Linked DNA regions of Mus musculus: region 1 is linked to region 2. Evidence: chromatin contacts called from public HiChIP or PLAC-seq data. All regions are on one chromosome and are shown on one strand. The core of a region is the stretch at or near the end of the contact, and the rest is flanking DNA. Distances in the headings are between cores, read along the strand shown.

The links. HiChIP or PLAC-seq counts read pairs in DNA pulled down with a chosen protein or histone mark.
Region 1: a BATF HiChIP or PLAC-seq map of CD8 T cells shows a contact between it and region 2, with 6 read pairs. The contact joins two enhancer-like sites. A contact is called at or near these places in 2 of 39 promoter capture datasets (liver and neutrophils), 3 of 115 datasets of contacts at active chromatin or transcription factors (CD8 T cells, bone marrow-derived macrophages and microglia) and 2 of 9 other capture datasets (adipose tissue and liver).

The regions. Positions count from the first base shown.
Region 1 is chr11:70,582,992-70,588,218 of GRCm38.p6, reverse strand. All of the region lies in intron 1 of Mink1 (misshapen-like kinase 1 (zebrafish)), which reads right to left. Among named protein-coding and RNA genes, the nearest start is that of Gm51905, 15 kb to the left of the region's middle. Within about 2 kb of position 1,813, at least 174 of the 459 cell types and tissues checked have an H3K27ac peak or open chromatin away from gene starts, as enhancers often do. A contact at or near this core is called in CD8 T cells and bone marrow-derived macrophages, where this site is marked.
Region 2 is chr11:70,786,330-70,791,073 of GRCm38.p6, reverse strand. It overlaps Scimp (SLP adaptor and CSK interacting membrane protein), which reads left to right. Exons shown (of 5, transcript NM_001045526.2): 5 at 1-142. Among named protein-coding and RNA genes, the nearest start is that of Scimp, 24 kb to the left of the region's middle. Within about 2 kb of position 1,588, at least 82 of the 459 cell types and tissues checked have an H3K27ac peak or open chromatin away from gene starts, as enhancers often do. A contact at or near this core is called in CD8 T cells and bone marrow-derived macrophages, where this site is marked.

The DNA of each region.
Region 1 (5,227 bases), core at 564-3,063, 200 kb after region 2:
ACCAGCTAGGGCAAACTTACCCCTATGCATTCCAACCAAGGGAGAAGATGACACAGAGAAAATGGAGTCAGGACTATGATTCAGGTAAAGGAAGGCAGGAGCTGTCAGGGAACAGAGTACATGGATATCAAAGCAGACACGGAGGGACAGCACAGGGGCTGAGAGCTGCAGCAGTAAGTTAGACTGCAGCCGTCCTCCCTGTGCTGGTTCCTGAAGTCCAGCACCATTCCTGCTCCATGGAGTCATATATGCTACAGTTCCGGTGCTCAGCAAGACTGCAACAAGGTTCCTGACCCCTAGTAAAAAACATCGACTTCCAAGGCAATGTGTGTTTGCAATCCCAACGCTTGGGAGTCTGAGGCAGGAGGATCTCAAGTTCAAAGCCAGTCAGAGCAAGGAAGCAAACTTTTGTTATAAACAAGAAGAGCTGATATTAACAGACAGGCACTGTACTGTTTTACACAAGGCAACCAATGTAATGCCCAGACACATCCGAAAAGTAGAGAGTTGTAGTATTCTCACGGACAATCTGGACTGTGAAGGTATGGGGATGTGACAGCCAATCCTAACAAACTGCTCTAGCCCAGTCATGAGTGACACTTCCGCCAGAGAGCTCAGACCTGGGTAAAAATGTACACTTACCTCCCCTGTGCCGGCTAGAGGATGGCATGGTTGTTTTATTACTGTATATCAGGGAAGAGAATGGGAAGGAGCAACACCATTTTCTTGCCCAGCTGTGGACTCCATAGATAACTGTAAAGTCCACCTTTGAGCTCCACCTTTATAAACACTTCCTTTAGCTCAGCATACTGTTTGGCTCTAAGGTTGCTATCCTGTTAGCAGTAAGAATAAATTCATTTAATTTAAATTTAAACTGAATCTAAGTCTTTGGTCTTTCCCAGTAAATTCAAAAGCCACAATAAAGGTGTTATGTAACTCCTTAAACAGGAAGACAAACAACCCAAAATAACTTTAGGAAGTCCCCTGAAACTGACCAAATTCATGAAGCCCCTCCCTGCCAGAGTAAGAATAAAAGCTGAGAGTCCCTCAAAGACAAACGGAGCCAAGCTGCCAAGGAGACTCTGAGGCTGCCTGGAAGAACCAGAAAACAGAACGCTAGCTGTCTGGAAGAGGGTCAGATCCACTGAGTCACTCGGAAAGGACACTCTCCAACTTGCTGCGCAGTGGGCTCTAGGCTCTCAGCTTTGTGAGCCATCACCAACGCTGGGGTGGGCCTTGGTGATGAATCTGTCCTTAAGTTATTTCTGTCCCTGTAAGCAACCCTCATCCATATTCCTGTAAGTAACCCCAATAAAACTCATTGGTTCACCAAGTTGGACTTTGGTGGTATCTGTACTTTGGTCTGTTGTGGACTCCCTATCGAGGGTAAATTAAAAGTTTTGTCACATAACATGAGGTGTGTAACATGCTCAAGGCTGGCAGCCCGTTAAGTAGTGGAGGCAGGATTTAAGGTATAAAGGCATGCAGCTGCTTCCAGAACCAGCCATCCCTTTATGTGACCTACCCTGAGTAAGCTCTTACAACCAAACAAGCTGGACAGCACATTGCTATTCTACCTTACACAGGATTACGTTTCCTCCTCCCCAGTAGAACAGGAGCCATTTAAGGACAGGATGAAGACAGCACTTAGGTGTTATACACAGAATGAGGGCTGGCCAGACTTGTGCCAGAATGAAACAGCAATGCCTTCCCTTCAGCTCTGAATTTGTGGCATATGCAAAACTACTTTGCTGTACAGTGAGCACATACAGTCAGGCTCTGGCTGCCTCTCCCATCCTCTTACTAGTGCTTCTATGACTAAGCATCTATCATCTCATTCCTCTCATACGTTAGCATTTCCACATATGGCCATGTATGTTGTTGTATACCTTGAATCCCAGCGCTAGGGAGGTAGACACAAGCAACAACAATCTAAGTTCAAGGCCAGCTTGATCTACAAAGTTAGCCCCTACTCAAAAGGGGGCCAGGGTGGGGTTGGGACAATGGATGGACAGTAAAACTCTATGTATGAGTTGGGTACGGTGGTCTACTCCCACAGTTCCAGCACTGGGAGGCAGAGACAGGAAGACCATGAGTTCAAGCCCATCACTGGCTATATGCATTCAAGGTCAGCCTGGGCTATGTGAGACCTTGTTAAACAAAATCACATACTTTTTTTTCTCCCTCTGGGAAACTGTATAACGTAGCCTGAGGGCTAGCTCCAGGTGATACATTCATTGTAAAGGCTAAGAGGGCTTGGGAAGCAAGTGCAGGGAAGGACAGGATAGGATAGGATAGGATGCTACATCAGCCTGTTTGCTGATCCAGGAGTCTTATAATTATAGAAATTCTTGTCTGTAAGGGTTCATTACTAAATCCAGAGAAGCTGCTAGCATGGTAGAAAGATCTGGAAACATAAAATCTAGAGGAATTCCTTAGGAAAGAAACATTAAAGACAAAACAAGAAAGCCAACTAGAAACAAGAGAAGGACTGGTCTCACGTGGGCTTCAAGCCCAGCCGTAATTACTCACTCAGCTGTACCCAGCAGGCCACTGCAGTCAGTGCCTCACCTCTCCCTGCCCCGTGGGAACTGGGCCAGGAGGTAAAGCTGCCACAGGGTGTGGGCGGACCGGACAAGTCTTGGCTAGCCAGCTGTGAGGCTGGAGGACCGGAACCCCCACCCTGACTCGCTCCAACCTTACTCCCAGCAGAGTTCCCTGTGATGACCAACAGCACAGAAGAGACCAGAGGAGCAAAGAACCAGGGGTTATGCAGGAAGAGATTGGAAACTTGAGCTCTAAGATGAACAAGAGGCTGGGCAGCTCACCCTGGAAGTCTCTGTGTATCTGGTACCATTTCAGAGGCTAGAGCAGGCTCCTGCATCCCTGCTTGAATGAGAACAATGGGCCTGTTTTCCTCAGCTCTTTCTGTAATCTAGAAGGCCCATATAAAGCATGGTGGGCTGGGGGGTTATAAAGGCAGTGGCAGAACACCAATAGACAGCTTGGGAGACGGACATTTATTATTTATTACTTATTCATTTTACATCCCACTCATTGCCCCCTCCCAGCCACCCCCTCCCACAGTCCTTCCCCCAACCCCCTCCTCTTCTCCCCAGAGCAGGTCAGGGTTCCCCTGGATATCTCCCCACCCTGGCACAAGTCTCTGCGAGGGTAGGTATATCCTGAGGGAAGGAATTTTTGATCTCTCATAAACTCATCGCTCCTTCAAAGCCACTTCAAACATTAACACTTAAGTGTGAGCACTGTGCAAATGCAACTTTGAAATGCATCCTTCAGTTCCATTCCCGACCAGATTACCAGTTTAAACCACTATTATTGAGAGTGTCTGGAGCACCACCAGGGGAGCATCAAACAGGGTTTCCCAACAACTTAAGGGCCACCAGGATCACACACCTTTCTCAGTTCAGGCAGAAGTTAGGAGAGGCAAGTGTTCTGGTAAAGTACGGCAGCCTTTCACATCCTTCATCTAGATAGGAGTAATTAAGGATGTGCAAAAGAGAGACAGCAAGATGAGCATGTGTGCAGGAGAGAAACCAGGGGCTTTGGGGAGCTTGGAGATACAAGAAAGTCTCACAAGATCACCTCTGCCTTCATGCCTAAGCAGAGATGACATACAGCTCCAAGGACCCAAAGGAAATGCAGAGACAGACACCAGCCTTCTCAACAGGTGAGCTGAGTGGGTCTCCATCTCCCAACCTCAGAAAGCAGGCAATAGAACCTGTTCTCAGCCCCAATGGTTAAATGTGGAAAGCAGGCCCCTAGCTAAAGCACTGGACAGGTTACATCCTTAGGGGAAAGGAAGTGGATGGAGAAGGGCTCCCTAGAGGACCCCTCTTCAATGACCCTGAACCTGAAGAAGAGAAGAGAGTGTATAAACATTCTGAAGGCTAAAATCCTCATCAAACTGTCAGTATTCAGCACACCCACTTATAATAAACTATGCTCTCATGAAGCCTTCCAAGATCCAGGTCCCCAGATTTCCTCACTGTCAAAAATGGACTCTCAACTCTACTGGCCTCCCTCTCACACTGGGAAACGTCATCAGCTCTCCGTGGATTCTGACTGTACACTGTAAAGTGCCAGTCTTCTATGCATCCATATTCTGAAGTGTTTTGTTTCTGTAGCAATCAAGTATGCTCCAGGAGTAGAGGAGAGGGAAAAGAAAGCAAGATGGGTATTTACATAGAGGTGGCGTAATGCGCTCCTTCTGGGTCTGTAAGCCAGGAGGAGGTAGAGAGCATGCACGCATGCACACACACATGCAGATACATGCGGAAGCAGAAACAAGTTAGAACAGAACACATCTATGAATACAGATGCCATTCTCATCAGAAACTAGTCAGTGCAAAGGGGCACCCTACCTGCCGCAAGGATGTAAGGGAATCTCCCCTAATTACACCCTTTGGTTTTACTGTCCCCAGACCTAGGCTCCCTAGACTTTGCAGACTCACAAGGACCCCAGGGTGGCTGCCTGCATCAATCTAGAGGGTCTTCAGAAATGGCCCAACACTGGAGATCTACATGAGGAAGGCTGGTAGGGGAGGGAGCAAAAGAGAAGGAACCAAAACTCAAGCAGCATGATGGGGCTCTAAAATGGCCGCAGGCAAGGCAAGGACAGATGGTCCCTTTTTGAGCTGGGGAAGTGGAGAAAGGGACAAGGAAAAAATAAATACCATCAGTCAGAAATTTAAAAATAAACTGAAAAACCCGAAAGATAAACAGCTTGCTTCTGAGGTTCCGCCTGCCTGCAGAGCTCTCTAAGGGGAAACAGAGCTGCAGGCCAGGGAGACCAGCCCCTAGCCTCAAGTCTGGAGGAGACTACTGATCATGCAGGTCAGGAAATCCTGCAAATCCTGCAGGCAGCTGAGGTGGTATCCTGCCTTTACCCCGAGTTAAGTAAAGGCCTTAGTTTTTAAAACGGAACAAGCTCTCCACACACTTGGTGTGTCCCCGGGGAGCAGAACTGCATTATCATCCCATGGCTGCTGCCTTCTCCCAGTCACCCAGCATGTGCAGTCATTAAAGTGTTTTCATCTGTGCTTCAGAACTGTAGAGAGCTGGGCAGATGAGAAAACCAAGGCTCTGACAAGTGGAATATCTGCCTAGCCCAGTGGTTCTCAGCCTTCCTAATGCTGTGACCCTTTAATACAATTCCTCCTGTTGTGGTGACACCAACCATAAAATTACTTTTGTTGCTACTTCT
Region 2 (4,744 bases), core at 339-2,838:
TCATTTCTCAACATTTTCTTTCGTTCCCTGGGTGAATGTAGCTGTAAGGCAGTGACTCTCAACCTTCCTAATGCAGGGATCCTTCAATACAATTCCTTATTTGTGGTGATCCTCAACCATAAAATTATTTTGTTGCTACTTCATACTTGTAATTTTGCTACTGTTACGAATTGTAATGTAAATATCTGATATTCAGGGTATCTGATATTTGACCCCTAAGGGGGTTGAGACCCCTAAGCTGAGAGACTGCTAGGGATCATAGTCTTGGTGTTTGATTGTGTGGAGCCTCCCAGCTCTCAATCCCTATGTAGGCCACACCTTAAGGATGCCTGTCTCCCTTCTCTCAGGCCCCACCCACCCCTGAACCTCCTAGAAGCCATGACTTGTCTTTATAGCTGAGGGCTCTTGTGATGCGCAGACACTTTGAGTCTGTAAGGTGAGAAAGTGACGCTGCCCCACCCACTCACACCTCAACCCCCAGGATATTTATAGAATGTGGACCAAACCCATCAAAGAGTCAAGTTCTGACACAAGTTTATTTCCTGTGTTTTCAGACACCATTTCTAATGATCAACAGAGGACTCAAGTGGCCTTCTGACTTCTGCCCCCAGCTAGCTTTTCTTTGGCAGTGGGTATGTTGGCTGTGCCAGGAAGAGTAGATTGCCCCAGGAAGTGTCCAGCCAGCACCCTCCAGCAGGGTACTCAAGACGAGAGTTCAGAGCTTAATGCCCCTTCTGTAGCTTTCACTATCACATCTTTAGTGGTCATTCCTTACTTTTCCATCCTATCTTTCCTGGGGTGCTGTTGTTTCCTCTTTCCCTCTCAGCATTGCTGAGTGATGTTGCCAATACCACAGGGCTCAGCATCCCCTTTACCCTAGCAACTTCCCAACCACAGGCTCCAGTTCAACCCCTCTTTTCCAGTTCCAGGTTGCAGAGCCCGCAGGACACCTCCATCTGATTATCCCACGGGATCCTCAAATTCAACATATTCCATGGATAACTGATGACACATCCCCACCCCTGACTTCTCGTGCTAGATTACTTCCTCCCTTGCTAAGGGCAGAAGTTAGGTCCTTTCTTGCATCCTTTATTGCCAGTGTCCCCACCTCCTGTTGACTGTGCCTCAGTCAGATCAGCTCTGTCTCCATCACTCTGAGGTCAGTCAGCCCATGGCCAGCACTTCCCAAAGAGAACTTTAAGAACCTCTAACCAGTGTCCTGCCTCTGGTATTTCAGACTCCAAAACACTGATTGGCAGCTGGTGATTTTTGAAAGTGAGCAACCGAATACTTCTTCCCATTGCTAAAAGCTCATCTTTACCTATTAGCCTCAGACAGAGGCCAAACTCTTAAATATGGCTTACAAGATTTGTCAGGATTTTATTACTGGCTAACTTTTCACACACTACCTCCTCCTGGCAACCTCCATGTTCCCCAGTGTTTTTCCTCTACTTGTAAGTACCTTTGCTGTGGTCTCTCTTGTCCCTGCTATACGCAATATTCCTCCCCTCCTTTGCATCTTAGGCACTGTGCTTTCCTCACCGGCCCGATGTGGTGGTGGCCTTTGTAGGTGCTTCCCCTTCATAACTCTTATATCCGGAACGATCTGCTCATGTGACTTTCATTTCCAGTTGAACAAAGGCAACACCAGTGCAGAGACAGGCCTTCTCTTCTTCCTTGTTTTCCCTGTTCCTAGCATGCTGAGGATGGTCAGTAAGTATGCTCAATGATCGAATGAATGAATGGATGAATGAATGAATGAATTCCAGGCCCTAAACTTTCTGTTCTCCCTATACTGGGAGGCCCATGTGTTGATATGTGTTGTCCAGCTAGTGGTTCTATTTTGGGAGGGCCTAGAAACATTAAAAGGTGAGGTCTAACAGGAGGAAGTCGGTAGCCAGGGTGTGTCAAGGGCTGTGTCCTGCCCTGGGGGTTCTCTTGTCTGTTTCTCTCTTTCCTTCTGCTTCCTAGCTACCCTGTGCTGAAGAAACTTCTCCTATGCACTCAGACGGCCTCCGTGTTCTGCCTCACAACGGGCCCAGAAACACAAGCCAGGTAGCCATGAACTGAACTCACTGGAACCACAAGCTGAGATAGACCCTTTCTCAAGCTGTTCTCTCAAATGAGTCCGGGTTGCAGCCATGTGAATATGAGGCTCCTTAAGGGAGAGCTTCTATTTTCCCAGTGTCCATAATAAGCCCCCGCACACAGAAGGCACTTAATAAATATATTTTTGAATGCCAAACACACAGGGAAATATAACAACCAGTTTATTTGCCAGCAAAAAAGTAGAATAAAAGTTTTTGGACATTTATAAATTTGTTGTGAGTTGAGCTAGGCTCATGTACTAAGACTGTGCTTTCTACTGCCAATCTGTGTGACAACATTAACCATATCAAGACGTCATAGGACCTTAGTGTATATTCTAGTCACACAGCAGAGCCCAAGCCAAGTGACCAGCTACATAGTCACTGATTTAAAAGAGTCCAGAAATAAGAAGGTAGGGCCCATCCTGAGCTCACTCCCTGGATAACTATGGTAACCACAATAGTGCTGACATATCATTTTGAAACAGATCATGGATGGCTGCCTCAACAGTTTTGAAAACTCATGCCTCAAATCACAGAACCATAGTTTTCTCCTTTTTAAAAATTATATCTATTTTGTATGTATGGATGTTTTGCCTGCATGCATACCATATGTGTGCAGTGTCTTCAGAAGACAGCGTTAGGTCCCCTGGGACTGGAGCTACAGACAGCTGTGGACCTCCATGTGGCTGGTGGGGATTGAACTCGGAACCTCTGGAAGTCAGTGCTCATAACTGCTGAGTCATCTCTCCAGTACCTCCATGGTGCGCCCTTGGTAATAGTTGCAGTCTGGTCTTCTTTATGAAACAAACAAAATTAAGGGACTGGGGAGATGGCTCCATGGTTAAGAGTTCTTCCTATTCTTCTATAGCTCTTTGGCTTTGTAGGATATACTGGTCTTTCAGGCAGCTACTGGTGTCTGTACAATTCTGGAGTCTTGGGAAGGCCTCTCTCTCTACATGGCTGTGTTGGGCTGTACCTTAGACAGGACACTCTGATATCCATTCCCTGATGCAGCTCCTCTGCCTGGCCTTGAGGATATCTCTGGGGCATCATTGGAAACTGAGGTGGAAGGACTCTTGCCCACAGACACTACACTTCCCATTCATGGGGAATGACACTTTGCAGGCATCCGTGGTGTACCATTTGGTGGCCAGAGCTGTGCCTTGGACCACAGCTTAAACCTCTGCTTGGGTGGCTACAGAGCCCTGAATCATAATACAGGAAACAGAGCTCAGAAACCATTTAACCCCCCAGGGCTTAACCACTCTGGTCTGGGAAGGGTCCCAAGATCTTCAAGATTTCTTCTGTGTTGTATCCCCGTGTCCTAAGCAAGTAGCCGAGTGAACCTCCTATCAGCAGTCCCCTGGCTGGCTCTTCGATGTTTTCTGAACTTGCTTTTTCTTTCTTTACAATATGGATAGACTGAGAATGTTCCGGGCTTTTAAATTCTGCTTCTGTTTTTCTGTTTTTGTTTGTTTGTTTGTTTGTTTTACATTTTCTACAAGCAGTCAAGATAGAGTGCCAAACACACAGGACTTTCCTCTCCATCCGCCAACTGGCCTCATCAATGCTCAGAACCTCCGAAAATGCCAAGACACGAATGGGCTTTATAACGGGCTCGCCCTTCCTCTGCTTTCCAGGCTCCTTGTTTCCCATTTCCAGCTGAGAAGCCACCAGAATACCCTTTGATGTTCCTCTTTCCGCTGCTGTCCTGTCCATTGCCTCTCACGTGGTGTGTGAGATTTCTCCGTAACTCGTCTCTTCTGAGCCCATACAGGGAACTTCCCTTTAGGGTCTGTGAACAGTAATTCAGTTTTTGTCCAACATGTATTTCAAAACACTTCCACATTCTTTGGTAAGCACAGCTCATCATTTCTCGGCACCATATTTTGTCTGAGTCTCTGGGCAGCCGTAAGAAGGTGACTTATGTGTGTGTTACTCAGGTTTCTATCACTGTAACAAAATACCTGAGCTAAACACTTGTCAAGATAAAAAGTTTATTTTGGTTCTCGGTCATTGGAGGTTCCGGTTCATGACTGGTTTGACCCAGTTGCTTTAGACCTGAAGGAAAGTGAGCGTACATCATAGCGGGAGGGGGGAAGGCTGAAGCAAAGTCATGCACTAAATGGCCAAGAGGTGAAGAAAAAAACAAAGGAGTCAGAGGCTCCCTAATCCATTTGATGACACCCTCCCCAGAATAACCTAAGGAGTTCTCACTTGGCTGCACCACTTAAAGACTACATCCCCTCCCAAAAGCACCATCCTGGGGAGCAAGCCTGTAATACATACGTAGACCTTTGGGGTACACTCAAAATATAGCCCCAGTTACTTTAGGAACAACAGAAATCTATTGTTCAACATCACAGAAGTCAGGGAATCCAAGAGCAAGGTGTGTCAGACTCAGTGTCTGGTGAGAGTACTCACTCTGCTTCAAAGATGCTGCCTGTCTGCCTTGCCCTCACATGCTGGGTGTGGAAGGCAGCTTTCCAGGGCTTCTATTATAAGGGCATTAATCCCATTCGTAAGAGCATAGGTTCTATGCCTTAACATTGCCATTTGGGGGATGATATTTCAACACATGTAATCTTGGGCATACAAACTGTGAGTTAGTAGAACCACTGAACTAGACCACCCCATGAATAGGAAAGTTTATT